Linked DNA regions of Danio rerio: region 1 is linked to region 2. Evidence: chromatin contacts called from public Hi-C data. All regions are on one chromosome and are shown on one strand. Each heading gives the region's core, a stretch centred on a gene start, on an enhancer-like site or on the middle of the called end of the contact. The rest is flanking DNA. Distances are from core to core; before and after follow the strand shown.

Region 1 (3,466 bases), core at 159-2,658, 140 kb after region 2:
ACAAACGCCAACTGAGCCGAGGTTTGAACCAGCGACCCAGCAACCTTCTTGCTGTGAGGCGACAGCACTACCTACTGCACCACTGCCTCGCCCTTGTGGATGAACTATCCCTTTAAAATCTGCATGAAAATGAGCTGCTGAGACTTTGATTTCTGTATGTTGATGTACCTCCATCTTGTGCATGAAAATCAGACACTAGCTCAAAGATGTAATGTTGAGGGACACGACAGAAATATAATCAAAAAGAATATTTATTTTAACACAATTGAAAATAACGGTAACACTTTACAATAAGGTTCATTGGTTAATGCATTTACTAACATGAACTAATCATGAACAGCACATGTACAGCATTTATTAATCATAATTGATCATTTACTAATGCATTATTAACATCCAAGTCCGTGCTCGTTAACATTAGTTAATGCACCATGAGTTAACAAATACAGTAGTAAATGTATTGTTCATTGTTTGTTCATGTTAGTAAATGCATTCATTAACATTAACTAATGAACCTTATTGTGAAGTGTGACCAAAATAACATAATCAAAACATCAGTATGCACAGTTTGTTCAATCAGTGTGAAAAGCAAGTGAATGGATGCGCTAAGTGTTGTTGGTTATAGTGTAAATAAATTTAAAGCGACAGTCACCAAAACGCCACAATTAGGATCAAAACCTAAAAGAGGAAGATTTAAAGAGTCATAAAACATTATTAATGTTGTATTTTGAGCTGCAACGTCACACACACATTCTAGAGCAGTGGTCACCAAACTTGCTCCTGGAGGGCCGGTGTCCTGCAGATTTTAGCTCCAACCCTAATCAAACACACCTGAACAAGCTAATCAAGATCTTACGAGGTATACTTGAAACATCCAGGCAGGTGTGTTGAGGCAAGTTGGAGCTAAACCCTGCAGGGACACCGGCCCTCCAAGACCGAGATTGGTGACCCCTGCTCTAGAGACATCAGAGACAAGGATAATAGGTCCCCTTTAAGTAAGTTAGTGTGAAGTTTTCCTCACGGAAGAGTTAGGAATCGTCTTACTTTGCAGGTGTATACCAGGTGATAGTGTGTGGACTGCAGCTGTCCGATGGCTTCGGTGGAGAAACTCCTGCAGAAACTCAATCCTAATCCTGCATCGTGTCCCACATCAGACCTCAGTGTTGAGTTAGTGAAGGCGCTGTTTGACTCCTCATGTGTTACTCTGGCTATTCGCTGTGTTTCGGGCACTGACAGGACTCCCGCACCACGTGATCGGAGTAATCTCGGTCTGAATAACAAGTAACACAGTCGAGAGTTCATTGTCCTAACTTTTATTCTATTTTAACACCCGCTGCTTTCCTAATAACGATATTTGACATTTCTGCTCGCAGCGAGTTGAATACAATCGCTCGTCGCTTGCTGATGACGTCAGACATGCAGAGGCTTGAAGCCCCGCCCGCTATGTTTACATGTGGATTACATCAGTTTGTTTTCCCGTGGTCATGTACAGTCAGTGGTTTAGTGGTTATTTGTGTATTATAAATGCATATTATAAATGAAAGTAACAAAATAAATTGTAAATGATTATCAAACAACAAATAATTTAGTAATTGTCACATTGTCCTGAACACACACACACACACACACACACACACACATATATATATATATATATATATATATATATATATATATATATATATATATATATATATATATATATATATATATATATATATATATATATATATAGCATTTGTTCTTAAACAATTTATTATATTATTTACTAACTTTATTTTATAATACGTAAATAAGATCTATAAATTATTATAATAAAACATTTATTAGATGTTTATATTGCATGATAATAATTCCATAAACATACTATAAATAAATAACTTATAATAAATATCTAAAAGCATATTCAACTATTATGTTCTATTTGCATATAAAATTAATAATATATATGATGACAAATGTATACAATATAATATTAAGCACTTACATATACCGTTTATTTTAGAATTATACTTATACACATTTTAATATAATATAATTGTTTGTTATAATATTTATTTTAGTACAATATATTAAGATTTTAAAAAGTAATTTATATAATTTAATATCTTATAATACTTATAATAATTATGTTTCTGGGCGGTTCAATCTGTTGTGGCGACCCTTGACCAATAAGGGACTAAGGAAAATGTATAATGAATATATAATAATAATAATTATTATTATTATTATTATTATTATTCATTTTCATTAATACACTATGGCCAGTTTAGTTATTCAATTCACCTTAAGCGCATGTCTTTGGACTGTGGGGAACCAGCTCAAACCAGTGACCTTCTAGCTGTGAGGTGATCGTGCTACACACTGCGCCACTGAGACGCCTGTAATTATTATGGTTATCATGATTATTTATTTATTTATAAGTATATGTTTTTAGTTTTAAAAAATCTGTTTTAATTTCTTTGTTGTTTGAGTCGTTTGTGTGTTTTGGACCGTAAGTGTGTATTATTAAAACTTTGATTATGATGATGATGATGATTATGAATAATCTGATAATTATTGTATATTTTTTTATAATTAAAATATTAAAATATTAAAAATATGTCCATATAGATCCGTAAAGTAATCATGATTATAATTCTATTATAATTCTATTATCTTTTAATTATCATTCTATGCTTTCCACAACATTATAAACATTCCACAGACTGCTTTTGTGCCTTTGATGTGTAGAACGCGCATTCTAAAGTTGTTGAAAGCCCTTTCTGACGTCATACAGTGAGTGACCTCATATTTCCGTTATTCAGCAGTTGTGAGTTTCTCTCCGGCTCCCCCAGTGTGTTGCGACAGTTCCTTCGGTTACAGTAAATACAAACGCGACTAAAAAAAACGACCTTCATGGCAGGAGGATCGTCTGCGCCGCTGCTCCGCCCTGCGTCAAAGTCACGCCCGCTCGTGCAGGATCAGCGCGGTTCAGTCATCGAGCCGCAGTACAAATCATACTATGGCAAACACCAGCCTCATGAATATTAATGAGTGAATGCTGTCGTTGCCTAGTAACGATCTCGCGCAGCTTTCAGACCTGAGGATTTACCCATGTGTCGGATATTTGTTATTTAATGTTAGGAAAAATTAATTTAAGTAAATATATTTAATCATAGAATAAAAAATGAAGGAAAAAAAATCTAATTATATCAAAGTTAATTAAAAGACATACCCCAGGTTAATAATAATAATAATATATATCATATTTGTAAAATAACACAGGGGATTGATTATAAATGTTGTCACAAATTGTAAAAATACAATTTGAATAATAAAAAATAAACTTTTAATAATAGATGTATAATTAATAATTTTATCTACATTAATCTGGATTATGAAAACAAAATGTCTACATATATGTACTTTTATAATTGATTTCATTTCTCTCTCTCTCTCTCTCTCTTCTATATACACACACACA
Region 2 (3,906 bases), core at 760-3,259:
CCAGCGGACCCAGCCGGGACTCGAACCAGCGACAGTCTTACTGTAAGGCGACACTGCTAATCACTGAGTCATTGTGCCGCCCCATAATAATAATAATAATAATTAGTATTATTATTATATTATTTTATTAAACTCCTACTTTTTCAAACTTATTCAAACTCATAAACATTGCCCTGATATATATATATATATATATATATATATATATATATATATATATATATATATATATATATATATATACACACATATATATGTATATATATACACACACACACGTATATATATATATATATATATATATATATATATATATATATATATATATATATATATATATATATATATATATATGTTACTTTTTTTAATAATCTAAAGACGATATTTTGAATGCATGCATATATATATATATATGCATGCATTCAAAATATCGTCTTTAGATTATTAAAAAAAGTAACAGATTTCATTGTAAATCAAGATGGATACGATTTATTTAAAATTGTGAACAAAATACAGAACAACAGCAGTCTATAAACTGATATTTTGTAGTTTTAGAAAAGCTGCAAACTTTGATTTTACCGTGTTCACTTGCTGCATATGAAATAACAATCATAAAATAAATTTCAAAAAATATATATATATTTACTTAATAATAAACATTTACGTGTTGCTCGTTTGAAATGATCGACAGTGAAGTTGAAAATGAAAAACTGAGTGAAAACTGTGTTTTGTAGTTCAGGTGCTCTATCTAGCGGTGGAGGTTAAGATACTGTAAAAGCACAGAAACGGCAGGGATTAATTGTTTGCTAAAATAATTAATATGTATTTAGAAATTACTTTGGTCTCGACAAACTTGCCACAACGAGTCTCTAATTAACTTTCATTGCAGTTATTTTATATGACAAACAGACGTGAATGATCAAGCTATAAATAAATAAATTAGCATAGCGTAGTTCAAGTGTTCATGATATAGCCTATTATCACAAATAAATATATAAAGCCAGTACTTTAAAAAAGGGGTGTGATTTTATAATTCATCCGCAAGATGGCGGAAGATGGCCACTATTCTACTTTAGTGTGATTGTTCTACACCTAGTACTTATGTTTATTGTTTAGCTTATATGTCTTGAAAGCTCTTCATTTTAAAATAATTTACGTAAAAACGTGCAATTTTAGAAATTCATTTAAATAATCTTGATTTTTCCAGTACTGGGTTGCAGCTGGAAGGGCATCCGCTGTGTTAATGCAGTCCCTTTTGTATTCTATGGTCTTTGGTAAAACATGCTGGATAAGTTGGCAGTTCATTTCGCTGTGGCAACCCCTGAACAAAGAGACTAAGCCTAAGGAAAAAAAAAAACTAATTAATAAATTAAAAATTTAATATAATTTTAATCAAAATAAGTAGAAATTTTTTAATAGATGTAATTAGGCTATATATTTTATGTAGATATTATGTAAAAATAATAAATAATAATAATTTGAGCCTGTATGTATACCTTTAGTAGTCAAGATTAAATTAGTTTTTCCTCTAAAAAAAAAAAGGTCAAATTTGCGAATGTTGTAAGTAAAACAAGCTTCTTTTAAATGTGAAGTAATCTTACCACACCGGCTGATAATTTTGCTTTTTTAAATAAAAACTCACATCATTTTGACTTATTATTTGTGAAAACAATGTTTTATTTGTCTTGGAAAAGCTTTTTGACTGACAAATGCTTAGATATTTGAATTAGAAACAAGAGGAAAAAATCAATAAAAGTGTGCATTATGCAGAAAAGAGCAGCACGAACATTCTAATAAACATCTCATTTCATGTTCCACGCATTTGACCTGATGAATGGCACGAGGAAGACTAAATTACGACAGGATACATGTTTTAGCAGTATTCCAGTCAGTCTGGATCCCGAAAAATCCCTTTTTATCCCTGTAGCTCGTGATTCCAGTCAGAAGTCGGCGCTGTGTTCGCATCCCAATGGATCGTCCCGAACACACACACACACACACACACACACACACACACACACACATCAGCAGTCGCTTTCACTGTCTGTCCGTCGCCAGCGTGTGCATGTGAACGGTTTCTTCCACATTTTCACCAGGGATTTACATCCACACGGACCCGCTGCATCAAAATGTGTGGCTGACGAACACAATTCAGGATAACCGTGGCCTCAACCCCCAAATTTGTCCTCCTGTGAGTGTCCAAACTGAGGATTGGCTCCGGCCAGCGCTGCCGTCATGTCGGGGAAAATAGAAAGCAAGCACGGTAAGCCCGTTTGGGTGTGTAGGCCTTGGGTGTAATTCACCTTCACAGCTTTCCAATCTTCTTTCAGTGCTTAAATAAAACGTGCACCAAAAGGCAGGAGTCTCTAATGTTTATTTGGAGCCAGAAATGGATGTGGGATAACCTAAATCAGTGTGTGTGTTAGCAAGCGCTCGTTTCTGATGAGGGGACATTTAAACGTTGTTTTTTAAAACCGAGACTAGCAGCAAACAATCACAAAAACAATTTTATATGTGTGATTAAATGTTTTTATTATTGGATAAACACGTGCAAACTGTAGAGTAACATTGAGACTCCCTAGCCTGCTGCTGTTGTCAATCTCAGACTCTCACAGGCTGATTTTCACTCACACTAATAAGTGAACTCAAGAGTGTGCAACAGTGAGTTGTAAAGGATGAGTTCCACACAATTTCTTTGCGGTGTCCCAACACAAATTAAGTTAGCTTAATACTTTTACAAATTTAAGTGGAATTAACCAATTAAACATTTTTGTCCTAAATAAAAAACGTAAGAATTGTGTTGTTTTTAACTCATTTAGTAGTTTAAACAAGCAGCAGAAGTCTTTTTTGTTAAGTGTGCGCTGTAATTTATATATCTGTTAATTAACAGGTTCCATATTTAGTGAAAAGTAGTTTATTTATTGTTATGAGTAGTATTTTTAGACCTTAATGTGTTTTGCCGATTTTTAATTTCGAAAATGTTACTCTCAAAGTGACTTTTACTGACGTTATAGTAGTTTAAAATAATATATTGTATGAGAAATAATGTATTGATAATTTAATTTGTACAATTACAAGATACTCCTTGCGTGCAGTAATTTACAACAACAATACACACAATATATACCAGGGGTGTCCAAACGTGGTCCTGGAGGGCCGGTGTCCTGCATATTTTAGTTCCGACCCCAATTAAACACACCTGAACCAGCTAATCAAGCTCTTTCTAGGTATACTAGAAACTTCCAGGCTGGTGTCTTGAAGAAAGTTGGAGTTAAACTATGCAGGACACGAGTTTGGACATCCCTGATATAGACCATTTTGCGGTATGTAAACATTAACAATGGGGTGTATGAATGTTTCCCAGTGATGGATTGCAGCTTTTAGGGCATCTGCTGGGTAAAGCATATGCTGGATAAGTTGGCGGTTCATTCCGCTGAGGCGAACCCCAGATTAATGTAGGGACTAAGCTGAAAGCAAAATGAATGAATAAAAAATAAAGGTCCTTAGGGCTGCACGATATTGGAAACATCTGACATTGCGATATTTTATTTTGCTGCAATTTATATTGTGATGTGAATACAATTTGTGCAGATGACTTGAACGGCTCTATTTAGAATAAAATCATTAACTTTGATTGGATTAATGTAGAGGAGTGAATCAGAGAAATTGCAAAAATAAATAGGATTAATAAGATTTTATTTGAAGATGATACAAGTGTCTTTTGTTCAGGGGATACTTTGCCAAAACGTATAGAGTTGATTAAAACAGAAATTAATAAATTGAAATTGTGGTTTGACGTAAAGAAATAGTCATTAATATAAGTAAAACAAAGGTTATGTTTTTAAAACAAAGGTTAAGTAGTCATAATATAGATATTGTAGAGCTGCACGATTCTGGCTAAAATGA

What was found. Hi-C and Micro-C count contacts between places; a contact is called where the count stands out from the background.
Region 1: a contact with region 2 is called in a Hi-C map of hematopoietic stem cells, with 2.4 times the contacts expected there. The contact joins the promoter of dnlz here to the promoter of rapgef1b in region 2. A contact is called at or near these places in 2 of 18 Hi-C or Micro-C datasets (caudal fin and hematopoietic stem cells) and 1 of 4 datasets of contacts at active chromatin or transcription factors (embryo).

What each region holds. Positions count from the first base shown.
Region 1 is chr21:5,125,689-5,129,154 of GRCz12tu, forward strand. It overlaps dnlz (DNL-type zinc finger), which reads right to left and starts at 1,409. Exons shown (of 3, transcript NM_001080648.1): 1 at 1,045-1,409. The coding sequence starts at 1,302.
Region 2 is chr21:4,989,938-4,993,843 of GRCz12tu, forward strand. rapgef1b (Rap guanine nucleotide exchange factor (GEF) 1b) reads left to right here and starts at 2,010. Exons shown (of 27, transcript NM_001328346.1): 1 at 2,010-2,263. The coding sequence starts at 2,236.